2 separate regions of the Hordeum vulgare genome follow, and region 1 is linked to region 2. A link is a contact called in public Hi-C data. All regions are on one chromosome and are shown on one strand. Each heading gives the region's core, a stretch centred on a gene start, on an enhancer-like site or on the middle of the called end of the contact. The rest is flanking DNA. Distances are from core to core; before and after follow the strand shown.

Region 1 (6,872 bases), core at 2,773-5,272, 500 kb before region 2:
GTACTTGTAAGGTTGCTAGTAGTGTTGATTACTTTTTGTAGTTGATGCTAGTTGGATTACTTGGTGGAAGAGTTTATGTTCAGATCCTTGATGCTATTCATTACCCCTCTGATCATGATTATGATTATGCTTTGTGAGTAGTTACTTTTGTTCCTGAGGACATGGGATAAGTCATGCTGATAATAGTCATGTGAATTTGATATTCGTTCGGTATTTTGATATGTTGTATGTTGTCTTTTCCTCTAGTGGTGTTATGTGAACTTCGACTACATAACACTTCACCATACTTGGGCCTAGAGGAAGGCATTTGGGAGTAGTAAGTAGATTATGGGTTGTTGGAGTGAGAGAAGCTTAAATCCCAGTCTATGCGTTGCTTCGTGAGGGGCTGATTTGGATCCACTAGTTTAATGCTATGGTTAGACTTTGTCTTAATTCTTCTTTTGTAGTTGCGGATGCTTGCGAGAGAGGTTAATCATAAGTGGGATGCTTGTCCAAGTAAGGGAAGTACCCAAGCGCCGGTCCACCCACATATCAAACTATCAAAGTAACGAACGCGAATCATATGAACATGATGAAACTAGCATGACAGAAATTCTCGTGTGTCCTCGGGAGCGTTTTTCCTTCTATAAGACTTTGTTCAGGCTTTTCCCTTGCTACAAAAGGGATTGGGCCACTTGCTGCACCATTGCTACTACTTGTTACTTGTTACTTTTTGCTTGCTACGTTTCACCTCGCTACACAATCACTTGTTACCGCTACTTTCAGTGCTTGCAGTTATTACCTTGCTGAAATCCGTTTATCAGAGCCTTCTGCTCCTCGTTGGGTTCGACACTCTTACTTATCGAAAGGACTACGATTGATCCCCTATACTTGTGGGTCATCAGATATCTACTACCGCACGAGCTTGACTCCCGTGAGCTCCATTTTGCGTAGTGCGGTAGGATAGTTAGTAGCTCTGGTGAGCTTCGATGAGCTCCAGTAGGTGATGCCCCCCTCTAGTACTGAATGTAGTTTGTATGATCATGACTGTGGTTTCAATTTCGCCCGCAAATGTTTATTTTTCAAATTATGCAGTTTCATTATGCGGGTTCTGTTCTACAACGCAACTTTTCGTCCCGCAAAACCCCACTTCATCGAACTGCAAAACGCGTTTGCAGATCATGATTATACATGGTCTGCTAGAGTTGCTCTTAGATGGGAGGAGAGTTCCCCCTTTGGTCCATGGCCTCCATGGCGGTGGAGGGGCAGGAGCCCCTCCAAGATTGGATCTCCCTCTCTGTTCTCTTTTGTTTCGCGTTCTTGTTTTTCCGCCCTTCACAGTTTCTTAATTTCCTGGTGATCTGTAACTCCAATCGGGCTAAAATTTTGAGGGGATTTTATCCATAAATTAGCTTTCTTGCGATCGAAGAAGATCCCCAACCAACTTACGAGGTGGCCACTAGGCACCATCCCGTGCCACGCGGTATGGGCCGCGCCCTGGTACCTAGTGGAGGCCACGGGCCTCCGTTTGTGTTGTTTCCACCTCCCAAAAATCACATATATTTCCAAACAATTCTCCGTAAATTTTTATAGCGTTTGGACTTTGTTTGATATGGATATTCTACGAAACAAAAAAACATGCAATAAACAGGAACTGGCACTTGACACTCGATCAATATGTTAGTCCAATAAATCATATAAAATGTTGCAAAAAATATGTAAAAGTCGTATAATATTGACACAGAAAAATAAAAATTGTAGATACGACGAAGATGTATCAAGCACCGCTCTGGTGAGCGGTACTTCCGCTTGCACGAAAATTTCGGGCTCCCATTGAGCTGACATAGTCATAAGGGGCGGTAGTGCCGACGGAGCGTTACTACCACTTCCTTGCGAGTGGTACTTCCGCTTAGCAGTATAGGAAAGCGGACTTAGCCAAACCAGAGGAGGGCAGTACGACAGTACCGCATGCAGCGGTACTACTGATGATTACTGCCGATTCTAATTTACAAGAATTTACAAATGCCGATTCTAATGATATAAATGATGTTAATTTTTTTTGTAGTATCTTGATCAAAATTTACAAAGTTTGACTAAGAAAGCTATTATGAAAAGTAAAAGAAATGAAGGGAGTATCTAAAACCAAAGGAGGCCAAAAACTGTTGGTCCGGATTATCATACGTCCAAGTGTGCCAAAATAACGGCTCATGCTCATATTGGCCTTGTTTGGATACTCTAACTTTGCTAGAGGTTAGAGTTAGTTTCTAACTTTAGTCTAACCATGAACTAACTCTAGCCTTTGGTGGTGTTTGGATGCAAAGGTTAGTTTGACAATAAATGCATTTTTTTCAATCATGTGTATCTTTTAACCAGGATTTGTTGTGGCCAACTTTTGTGTAGGCCTGGTGCGGCCGGCGGGGCGAGCAGGGCGAGCGCGGCCGGCGGGGGGAGCGCGGCCGGCGAGGCGAGCAGGCCGCGGGGGGCTAGCGCGGCCGGCGGGGCGAGCGCGGCCGGCGGGGGGAGCGCGGCCGGCGAGGCGAGCAGGCCGCGGGGGGCTAGCGCGGCCGGCGGGGCGAGCGCGGCGGAGCGGGGCGAGCGCGACCGGCGGGGCGAGCGCGGCGGAGCGGGGCGAGCAAGGCCGGCGGGGCGAGCGCGGCGGAGCGGGGCGAGCAAGGCCGACGGGGCGAGCGCGGCCGGGCGGGGCGAGGGCGGCCGAGCGGGGCGCACGCGGTGGGCGAGGCTAGCGCGGCGGGCGGGGCTAGCGCGGCCGGGCGGGGCGAGCAAGGCCGGCGGGGCGAGGGCGGCCGAGCGGGGCGCGCGCGACGGGCGAGGCTAGCGCGGCGGGCGGGGCTAGCGCGGCCGGGCGGGGCGAGGGCGAGCGCGGCCGAGCGGGGCTAGCGCGTCCGGGCGGGGCGAGGGCGAGCGCGGCGGGCGGGGCGAGCGCGGCCGGGCGGGGCGAGGGCGAGCGCGGCCGAGCGACGTGGGATGATGGAGAGGAAAGGATGTGATGCGGTCAAAATATTATTATTTTTACCTGTCCATCCCCAACTAGCTCCAATTAGCACCTCTTTTCAGGGCTAGTTTTTTTGATGGGTTAGTTTGCATCTAACCCAAACTAGCCCATGTGTTTGGATAGTTTGGGAGCTAGTTCAGCTCAAACTAGCTCAAACTAGCTCTAGCGGTGGGATCCAAACAGGGCCATTGCATGGATATTATTCCCTCAACGGTTTGCAAGTCTACTAGCAAGACAACACTGCGTAACTGCATGCGCTATGTTATTGTTTCTTGCGGGAAATTGCATGCGCTTGTCGAACCAGCGCGTACGTACGGTCAGGGGTCAGCCAAAGGCTCGAACAAACGACGGCACCGAGGCGTACCGGGGAGGAAAGGGCATCCCCGGCGAGCTTGTGCGGCCGTGCGTGATGACTTGATCACGTCGCGCAGTCTAGCGTAGCGATCGGCCTGACACTGCTCGCTGCTGCCTGCGTGGGCGCCCGGGAGGGGGACGACCGAGAGAAGGGGGGCGTTGTGGGGAGCCCGGAAAAAGGTGGCACGCCGCACGCACGCACCCACGCACGCACGCTCGTTCCGGCCGGCCGTCCGGATCGGATCTACCAGCCCACCTCGGAATTAAAGACAAAAACCCTTCGCGAAGCAACGCAGCCCACGCGTCCCGGATTCCGCACGCCCGCCTCGGACCGCGACCTCCCCCTCCCCCTCCCCTCTCTCCTCCACGACGACGATGATGAGATGAGACCCAAAGCAGTCATTTCCTCCCGCCTCGCCTCGCCTCGCCTCGCCAGACCCGGGGCGGCACGTGAGCGCGCCTCGAGCAGCGCAGCTCCTGTCCCCTGCCCCCGCCGCGCCGATGGGATCGGGTAATAAGCGTCCGCCGTAACTATCGGATAAGCACCGTGCTTTGGGGTTCGGTTAGCCAGCCCTAATCGCACACCGGATTACGACGATTCGTTCGCGGGCGAGGGCACATGCCATGTGACCCCACCACCACTGCCCCCTCTTACCTACAGCTGTTTAATCTGCCCCCCCCTTCTCCCTCTCCCTCTCCCTCGCTTCTCCTCCCTTCTCTCTCTCCCTCCCTTTCTTTCTCCCCCCCCACCCCACCACCACCACCACCATCTTGACGGACTCCCCACACTCTCTCCCTCCTCTCCCTCTCCCTCTGCCTCTGCTCCCACTTCGGCAGACCGCTTCTCGCATGGTCTCAAGGTAGAGCGAGCGAGCTCCCACATGGATTGCCTGCGGCTGGCGGTAGCGGCGGCGGCGCTCCTTCTCGCGGCGCTCGCGGCGGCGGCCGACGACGCGCAGCTGCTGGACGAGTTCAGGATGGCGCTGCCCAGCCAGGCGCCGCTCGAAGGCTGGACCGCGCGGGAGGGCGCCTGCAGGTTCCCCGGCGCGGTGTGCCGGGGCGGGCGGCTCACGTCGCTCTCGCTCGCCGCCGTCACGCTCAATGCCGACTTCCGCGCCGTCGCCAACACCCTGCTGCAGCTCAGCGCCGTCGAGCGGCTCAGCCTGCGCGGCGCCAACGTCAGCGGCGCGCTCGCGGCCGCCAGGTGCGGCGGCAAGCTCGAGGAGCTCGACCTCTCCGGGAATGCCGCGCTGCGCGGCTCCGTCGCCGACGTCGCCGCGCTCGCCGGCTCCTGCGGCGCGCTCCGGACGCTGAATCTCTCCGGTGACGCGGTTGGTGCGGCCAAGCCCGCTGGCGGTGGCGGTGGCGGGCAGGGGTTTGCGGCCCTCGACGCCCTCGACTTGTCCAGCAACAAGATCGCCGGAGATGCCGACCTTCGCTGGATGGTGGGTGCCGGCCTTGGGTCTGTCCGGTGGCTGGACCTCGCCTGGAACAAGATCTCCGGCGGCCTCTCGGACTTCACCAACTGCTCCGGCCTGCAGTACCTTGACCTATCCGGCAACCTCATCGCCGGCGATGTCGCCGCGGCGGCGCTCTCCGGCTGCCGCAGCCTCAGAGCGCTCAACCTCTCCAGCAACCATCTCGCCGGCGCGTTCCCGCCCAACATCGCCGGCCTCACCTCGCTCACCGCCCTCAACCTGTCCAACAACAACTTCTCTGGCGAGGTCCCCGCCGACGCTTTCACCGGCCTGCAGCAGCTCCAGTCGCTGTCCCTCTCCTTCAACCACTTCAGCGGCTCCATCCCTGATTCCGTCGCTGCGCTGCCGGACCTCGAGGTGCTCGACCTCAGCTCCAACAACTTCTCCGGCAGCATCCCCGACTCCCTCTGCCAAGATCCCAACTCGAGGCTCCGCGTGCTCTACCTTCAGAACAACTATCTCTCCGGCAGCATCCCGGAGGCCGTCTCCAACTGCACCGACCTCGTCTCCCTCGACCTCAGTCTCAACTACATCAACGGCTCCATCCCGGAATCCCTCGGCGAGCTTAGCCGCCTCCAGGACCTTATCATGTGGCAGAACTTACTGGAGGGCGAGATACCTGCGTCTCTGTCAAGCATTCCCGGCCTGGAGCATCTCATCCTCGACTACAACGGGCTCACCGGCAGCATCCCGCCGGAGCTGGCCAAGTGCAAGCAGCTCAACTGGATATCCTTGGCGAGCAACCGGCTGTCTGGGCCGATCCCCTCGTGGCTTGGGAAGCTCAGCAACTTGGCAATCCTAAAGCTGAGCAATAATTCCTTCACCGGAAAGATACCCGCAGAGCTTGGTGACTGCAAGAGCTTGGTATGGCTGGACCTCAACAGCAACCAACTTAATGGATCAATTCCACCCGAGCTGGCAGAGCAGTCGGGGAAGATGACCGTTGGCCTCATTATTGGGCGGCCCTATGTGTATCTTCGCAACGACGAGCTGAGCAGCCAGTGTCGTGGCAAGGGCAGCTTGCTGGAGTTCTCAAGCATCCGGTCCGAGGACCTTAGTCGGATGCCGAGCAAGAAGCTGTGCAACTTCACAAGGATGTACATGGGGAGCACAGAGTATACCTTCAACAAGAATGGCTCCATGATATTTCTGGATTTGTCATTTAATCAGCTTGACTCGGAGATACCCAAGGAGCTTGGCAATATGTTCTACCTCATGATCATGAATCTTGGGCACAACCTTCTGTCTGGTGCTATCCCAACAGAGCTAGCTGGTGCAAAGAAGCTTGCAGTACTTGACCTTTCGCACAACCGATTGGAAGGGCAGATACCCAGCTCGTTCTCGTCACTGTCTTTGTCTGAGATCAATCTGTCGAGTAATCAGCTGAATGGGACAATTCCAGAGCTTGGTTCTCTTGCCACATTCCCAAAGAGCCAGTATGAGAACAACTCCGGTCTGTGTGGCTTTCCACTGCCACCATGTGAGTCGCATACTGGGCAAGGCTCTTCCAACGGTGGCCAATCTAACCGGAGGAAGGCGTCCCTTGCGGGCAGCGTTGCTATGGGACTCTTGTTCTCGCTCTTCTGTATATTTGGGTTGGTCATCATAGCCATCGAGAGCAAGAAGCGGAGGCAGAAGAATGACGAGGCAAGTACCTCCCGTGATATATACATTGATAGCCGGTCACATTCTGGCACGATGAATTCCAATTGGAGACTCTCTGGTACAAATGCTCTCAGCATCAACCTTGCTGCATTTGAGAAGCCACTGCAGAAACTCACCTTGGGTGATCTTGTTGAGGCCACCAATGGCTTCCACAATGATAGCTTGATTGGGTCTGGTGGATTTGGTGATGTCTACAAGGCACAGCTCAAGGATGGGAGGGTTGTTGCTATCAAGAAGCTAATACATGTGAGTGGCCAGGGTGACCGGGAGTTCACAGCGGAAATGGAGACCATTGGCAAGATCAAACACCGCAACCTTGTTCCGCTCCTCGGCTACTGCAAGATCGGCGAGGAGCGGCTGCTGATGTATGACTTCATGAAGTA
Region 2 (7,105 bases), core at 3,368-5,867:
TGACCGAGATTTAACAAACTCTAAGCTAACTACATAATTGTTAGATCTTGGCATGGAGATCCGTGTTGGATTGAGCACTGTCCAACAGACCACGCTACATTTTGTCACACCATTTGCAACATATGTTCCTACCGGTTGCAACATATTTCTTGCTAGTTCTTGCATGTCATCTCACAGGACACAACATAAGCCCTCATCGATCGTAGCACGTCATCTCACCGGTCGCAACATCTCCCATTGACGGCTGCCGCATTTAGTCACAACGGTTGTAGCGTCCGTTGTCGTTGCTTGCAACATATTTCATCTCTGATTGCAACGTCTAGCCATGCCCCTTATAACATCATAAATACTCCAACGTCACTCGACTAAGCCTTAGCTAAGTTTCGGTCAACTGAGACTTCACTAAGTCTCGGCTGACTGAGTTTTAGACACGGGAAACACTTCTTATTAGTAGTCTAACAATTTTTTTTCATCAAACAAATTGTACCATGTTGGTTCTTTTTTAACCCCATGGACTAGCGATTCTCTGGCCCCATCAATTAACTACATGTATTAATTCACTCCGAGAAACTCTTGTCTCCTGCTCGGCTCCAACCTCCTCACCATGTCTACGCGAGTAAATCTCGCCTTGCCGATCCACCCACCCCACGCCGTATCCCATCCCATGGGCGACCTCATCCTGGAGCACACCGAGCTCGCTCACCACGACGACAACCTCCGCTATCAACCTGCTCCGCACCAGCAACTCCGCGGCGGCTACAAATGCTCCACATCGTCGGTGTGGTACCTACCGTCTGCTCTGTCGAGCCTTCCTCTCATCATGGTTACATAATCCCCATCACTGCCCATGTCGCCCCCCCCCCCCCCGAGCATGCCTCATCACCATCCCTCGCACTATGTTGTTGCACCATTTCTGTTTGGCAAAGAAGCTTCACACGGATCTGAGGCGTCCTCCTGCTGGTAGGTACTCACCCGAATTAGGGTCTGATTCATCTCTACTCTCACTTATTTTTAACCATTTGTTTCTTTTAACAAAGTTTAATCACTTTTTTATTCATCTCATCGATAAATTTTGTTGAGAGTATCTACAATCGTAAATCTTTGGGAAGGAAGCACGACCAACTTTGGTAGGAACCAAGACCAGCTTTGGAAGGAGCCCCCCCCCCCCCCCCCGAGCATGCCTCATCACCATCCCTCGCACTGTGCTGTTGCACCATTTCGGTTTGGCAAAGGAGCTTCACACGGATCTGAGGCGTCCTCCTGCTGGTATGTACTCACCCAAATTAGGGTTTGATTCATCTCAACTTTCACTTTTTAACCATTTGTTTTTTTAACAAATTTTAATCACTTTTTTTATTCATCTCATCGATAAATTTTGTTGAGAGTACCTACAATCGTAAAGCTTTGGGAAGGAAGCACGACCAGCTTTGGAAGGAAGCACAACCAGCTTTGGAAGGAAGCACAACCATCATACACAGTTTTGGAAGGAAGAACGACTACAATCGCAAAGGGCACACGTTCGCCATTCAGTGGAAGCACCACTACGATCTCAAGGAAGCACGACGACCATTGGTTCGTTGTATTTAAATTGTGCATAATGCCATGTTTTATTTTAGGTAAGAAAATTTTTGATTTCTTTGGAATCAATATTCAAACCAATACATGGAAGAAGAGCACATAAATAATGGAAGCATGAAAAGGAAGCATCCAAGCACATGAAAGAAGTGTGAAAATGATAACAGATGGCGAGGATAAGTAAAGTATGCGATTAACCTGCGGCCATAATGTGTAAGTCGTCGGAGAATTGTAGATAGATATATAGACATACTTGCACCGCTAAAAAGAACAAACCTAATGTCGTGTATGAATTATTAAGGAAAATTTTGACAAGCAAATTGATGCAAATATGTATCACCTAAGAAGCCTTCGAATGGAACATATGATGTATTGGAATATCAAGAACTTGAAAGTAGGATGTTTCTAAATTGTCACAAGCGGGTAACATGCACATATGAAGCATTTTTCTTTTCCTGTTGATATGGAAGCAAATTTATTTCCAGTCAACATGGAACGTTCACGATGTAATCAAATTTATTTAAAGTCCACATGAAAGCGATTTTTCGCTCAACATGGAAGCAAATTTCAGTCGGAAGCAAGCAACTAATAACTACGGACATGATCTTTTAGATCGAAGCACTTTTTTCGCGCTTCATGCAATTTTAAGGAATATTGGAAACAAGAAGTGCTTCGTAAGAAAATATTTCCACTCGATGCAATTTTCAGGAATATTGGAAACATGATCTGCTTTGTAATGAAATAAAATATAAACCATAAGGAAAAAAATTGCATCTGAAAAGCCTTTATGCCACATTAATCCGTTCATAATTAGTTTCCTCAAACTGCTCGATTGGCTTCCTAAATTTCAAGGATTAGTTGCCTGAAATTATGTGCTTGTATACCTGAACAAACTTGCTTCCAAAATCAGTACTACTAGATCCAGCGGTCCATCAGGCTATGACCCAACGGCAAGAGTCTGGTTTGGTGGGAGGCTAGAAATTGCATACGATTTTTGGAGGATTTATCCTTAGGATTTTTTTTCTTTGATGATCGTTTGATTCATAGGATTGACATCCTTAGGATTTTTTCATAGGATCTATTTATACTATATTCTGTAGAAAATTTTCCATCCATTCAACCTTTTTATAGATTTTTTTTATTTTCCCTGCGCTATCAAACATTTTTTCAAATTCTATAGGATATTATAGGACATGCCATCATATTCCTACATTTTTTCCATACTTTCATTTTGAGAATCCTGTAAATCAAAGAGGCCCTACGAATCAGTAGTCTGTTCTTCTAGTGTTTCTATTTAGGCTGTTTGTAATGGGTAGTATCATATAATAGTATCATGCATATGATACTAGTCTATGATACCACATCCGTAATGCATAGTATCGTATGTTAGTATCATAGAATAGTTTATTTATTGTCATGCAAGACACATAGCAGCACACCATTTAATATGACACGGTATCATGATATGATACTCAACCCTGTCTTTTTTCATTTAATTCCATGACATCTAATCAAAATTTCCTAGTTGGCATGCATGATACTACTACTTAGACTGCCCGTAATGGTAATATCATGTATGACAACTAAGCATTTTCGATGAGGTGGCATAGAATTAAATGAAGAAATAGAGTGTTGAGTATCATATCATGATACCGTATCATATTAAATGATGTGTTACTATGTGTCTTGCATAACAATAAATGAACTACATTATGATACTAACATATGATACTATGCATTACGGATGTGGTATCATACACTAGTATCATGATACTAGTATATGATAGTACTCATTACAACCAGCCTTATGATACTTCCATTACGGACAGCCTTAGAGCATCATTTATCAATGTGCATGCATGTCTCATGTCGTTACATAGACCATGTCTATTATATCATTATATCATTATGATGCTTTATTTTAGTTTATAGTTTCTTAAGAAGTTAGTGGTTGATAAAAAATCTCGATATCAGAGGGGAAGGTACCTCTCAAATAATAATGACCTACTACTATTTATAGAGGACACGAGAAACTGACTTGAAATATCCGGCCCCACGGATGTGACATCTAATAAGTGTATTTTTCCTTGCCTGAATGCGACGTGGAAGTTGACCCCTCACTCTCTCACACACATGGTCGCATCAACTAAAAGCTAAGGTGCATATGTTTAAGGTAAACAACTACTGCAAGTTTGGCGTGTCGCTATGAGTGCTAAAACTACTAGTTCCATTAGTATTATAAAATTTAAAGATGCTTTGGAAAATGAAATGATGGGTACGTATGGTTAATGCAGTCGTGGATGAAGCGAGTGTCTAAAACGCATTATTTTTAGGCGATACCCGATCAATTTGTTGATTAATGATTACTAGAGTAGAATTTAGAAGCACGCGTTTAACGGCGTCCTTCTGACTTATGGAGAATGGACGGAACTGTGCAATATCATACAAGTATTAACCGGAGATTACTGTGCATCTAACGGCGCCGTTCCAAATCACGCCATCAATGGAGAAAAGAACTTCTAAGCAACGCGCGCCCACCACGCACGACAACGAAGGAAGGCGAGGTGAGGGAGGAATCAGAAATGGAAGCATGTACTGTGTATCAAGAGCTATGATCAAGAGCGAGGAGTCGGAACGATCACCTGTCGGCGTCGGCGGTGCAGTCGGGCGTCCGGACGGAGCAGTCCGGCCCTTCGAAGCAGGTGTTGCACTCGCACCCGGGCCGCCCGTCCTCGCCGACGATGCCATCCACGAACACGCGGCCGTGGCCGGAGCAACCAACCGCGGCCACGGACTCGGCATCCCTGGCCGCCCGTAGCGCCCAGCTCAGCGCGCCGCTGCCACCGTCGTTGTTGACCTCGCTGAGAAGCGGGGACTGCGCCGGCGGGGCGGAGAGGAAGAGGTGCGCGACGAAGAGGGCGTTGAGGAGCAGGGATGAGTAGAGGAGGAAATGGAGGCTGAGCCGCGCTGCTGTTGGAAAGGCGGACTCCATTGTTTGGCTGTGTTCACAGCCGGTACCCCTGGTGACACACAGCTTTATAGCGTGCGCGCCCGTGGGGCGTGAGGCCAGCTTGATTAAGTTGATTTTCACTCCCTCTCATTTTCTCGATAATTCATCTAGTTCAGTACCCAACGCCGAGGATCTACGGTCATCACTTGCAAATGCGCCTCCATAAAAGTTCACGAACACGTTCGGATGCGTTCACATACCCTGACCGGTCATGTTAATGGATTCTACATCTGAATAGCCTTTAATTAGAAACCACAAATTCATATTATTACATGTAACGTAGAACTAATAAAACATTGGACATTAGCCGGTTCACGGGACTCGAGCTCCCGTCGTCTTTCATGACCTACTCTTTCTCGTCGGAGCCTATAACCCGGACGTTACCGGTGGACGTGATGTCGATGACGGATCCTTTGTGGGAGAAGCCGACGTCCAACACGACACGGTTGCGACAACCGCACTGGTGCACCCTACGGGGCGTCGGAGAATGTGACTCCGTCTTTCCAACGTCAACAGTCGCCTCCCGCGCCCGCTGCCCGGCCTGACGGGCACGCCGCGCCATGACATGTTCGAGGACGTCCATGCTTCATGCTTGACGCATCAACGAAGGGGTTGCGCTTCCGCCACGGCGTTCGGACGCTAGACGGACCGCATCGCCTTCTGTGAGACAGCGATGCTGGATCCAAGCACCGGCTGTGTCGACGCAATGGATTTCCGGCGTTGCGAGTCCGAGTGCTGCCCCCGGGTGGCCGCCTTCTGGGAACAGCGAAGCGCAAGCCAGACGGCCATCTCCTCCTTGGGGCCACGTGGGATGAGCTTGTGGTCGACTGGTCTGAAGGTGAAGGACTTGGATCCGTTGTCCGTCATGACGATGAAGGCTGAAGATCGCCGATGGTGAGCTAGGATGGTGGATGAGAGTGAAGAGGGTGGAGTGAGGTGGCTAAGATTTGGTCCGACGAACGGATGGGGACAAATATATGTGGCTTTGTGAGACAATAATGGGTTGGTGGCGGGCCGCGCCCTGTCAGGCGGGGGTGTCCGCGTGCGTCCAGATATTTTTATATTTGCCCCTTGTTTAGACTCGTTATGAATGGTGTCGTCAATTCAACTGTTTAAGGCCTTAAACGATTGGATCGATTTTTTTATGTTCAATTGGTGACTCACGCATTTGACGGGTATAATGGATATGGGCCCTGTTTGGATCCTAGGGTTAGAGTTAGATTGGGTTAAAGTTGAGCTATCTAACCCTCAAAAATCCAAACAGGTAGGGTTAGATTGGGTTAGATGCATCTAACCCACCCAAAAACTCTAACCCACCCAAGAGGTGCTTTTTTGGGTTAGAGTTAGGTGGGAACAAAAAAGAAGAAAAAAAATCACTTGCTACTGCATCCAGCCCGCACCAGATCCCACCAACCCCCCGTCCCTCCCGTCGCTGTCCCTCCCGTCGCCCTCCCAGCCGCCGGCCGCCCCAGCCGCCGGCCGCTGCGCCCTGCCGCGCCCCGCCGCGCCCCCACCCCGCCGCCGGGCCGCCCCGCCCCGCCGCGCCCCAGCCGTCGGCCGCTGTGCCCTGCAGCGGCCTGCCCCGCCCCGCCGCCGGGCCGCCCGCCCCCGCCGCGCGCCGCAGCCGGGCCGCCCCGCCCCGCCCCGCCCCGTCGCGCCCCAGCCGCCGGCCGCTGCGCCCTGCCGCGGCCCGTCCCGCCCCGCCGCCGGGCCGCCCGCCCCCGCCCCGCCGCGCCCCAGCCGCGGGCCGCTGCGCCCTGCCGCGGCCCGCCCCGCCCCGCCGCCGGGCCGCCCGCCCCCGCCCTGCCGCGCCCTGCCGGCCACACAACGATCGGCCACACCAAATCCGGAAGTGAATATGGACAAAAGTAACCAAATGATTGAGAAAGGGCATTTATTGTCAATCTAACCCTCTCATCCAAACACCTCTTGGGTTAGAGTTAGTTCAGGGTTAGTTGAGAGTTAGAATCTAACTCTAACCTCTAACCCGGTTAGAGTATCCAAACAGGGCCATGACTGTAGATGGTCTTAAATAGTATTGTCAGATTCAGATTTGATGTCGAGCTAGCTAAGCGGTCCTACCATTTTCTAGAACTAATGCGTAAGCACTGAACATGACTTATATTTTAAGATTCAGATCTGTTATGAAGCTAGCTAAGCGCTTCTATATTTTTAGAGATTACCTGATGTGTAAGCAGTCGAGACGATTTATTATAGGCATGTAAATAATTTCAGATTCCGATCTGGTATGAAGCTAGTTAAGGAGGAGAGCGGACGTTTGGAGCTCGGCCTTCTTAAAGGTCGATTTTTTTTTAAATTCAAAATTCAAACATTTCAGTTTTAAAAAAATCTGAGAAAAATATGCAAGTAAAGAAGGCTGTTATCTGTATGTATGTAAAATTTTAGAATATAATACCTTGAGATACGATCTGCACAAAAAAAATAAATTCATGATTAAAACAATGAATAGTATCCTGTGTAAAAAGGCCCGAGATTTGTCTTTTTTTGCACAGTCCTCAT

What was found. Hi-C and Micro-C count contacts between places; a contact is called where the count stands out from the background.
Region 1: a contact with region 2 is called in a Hi-C map of seedling, with 4 times the contacts expected there. The contact joins the promoter of LOC123444284 here to the promoter of LOC123444283 in region 2. A contact is called at or near these places in 2 of 6 Hi-C or Micro-C datasets (leaf and seedling).

What each region holds. Positions count from the first base shown.
Region 1 is chr3H:464,680,099-464,686,970 of MorexV3_pseudomolecules_assembly, reverse strand. It overlaps LOC123444284 (brassinosteroid LRR receptor kinase BRI1), which reads left to right and starts at 4,022. Exons shown (of 1, transcript XM_045120961.1): 1 at 4,022-6,872. The coding sequence starts at 4,228.
Region 2 is chr3H:464,181,936-464,189,040 of MorexV3_pseudomolecules_assembly, reverse strand. LOC123444283 (tryptophan aminotransferase-related protein 3-like) reads right to left here and starts at 4,617. Exons shown (of 5, transcript XM_045120960.1): 1 at 4,218-4,617. The coding sequence starts at 4,567.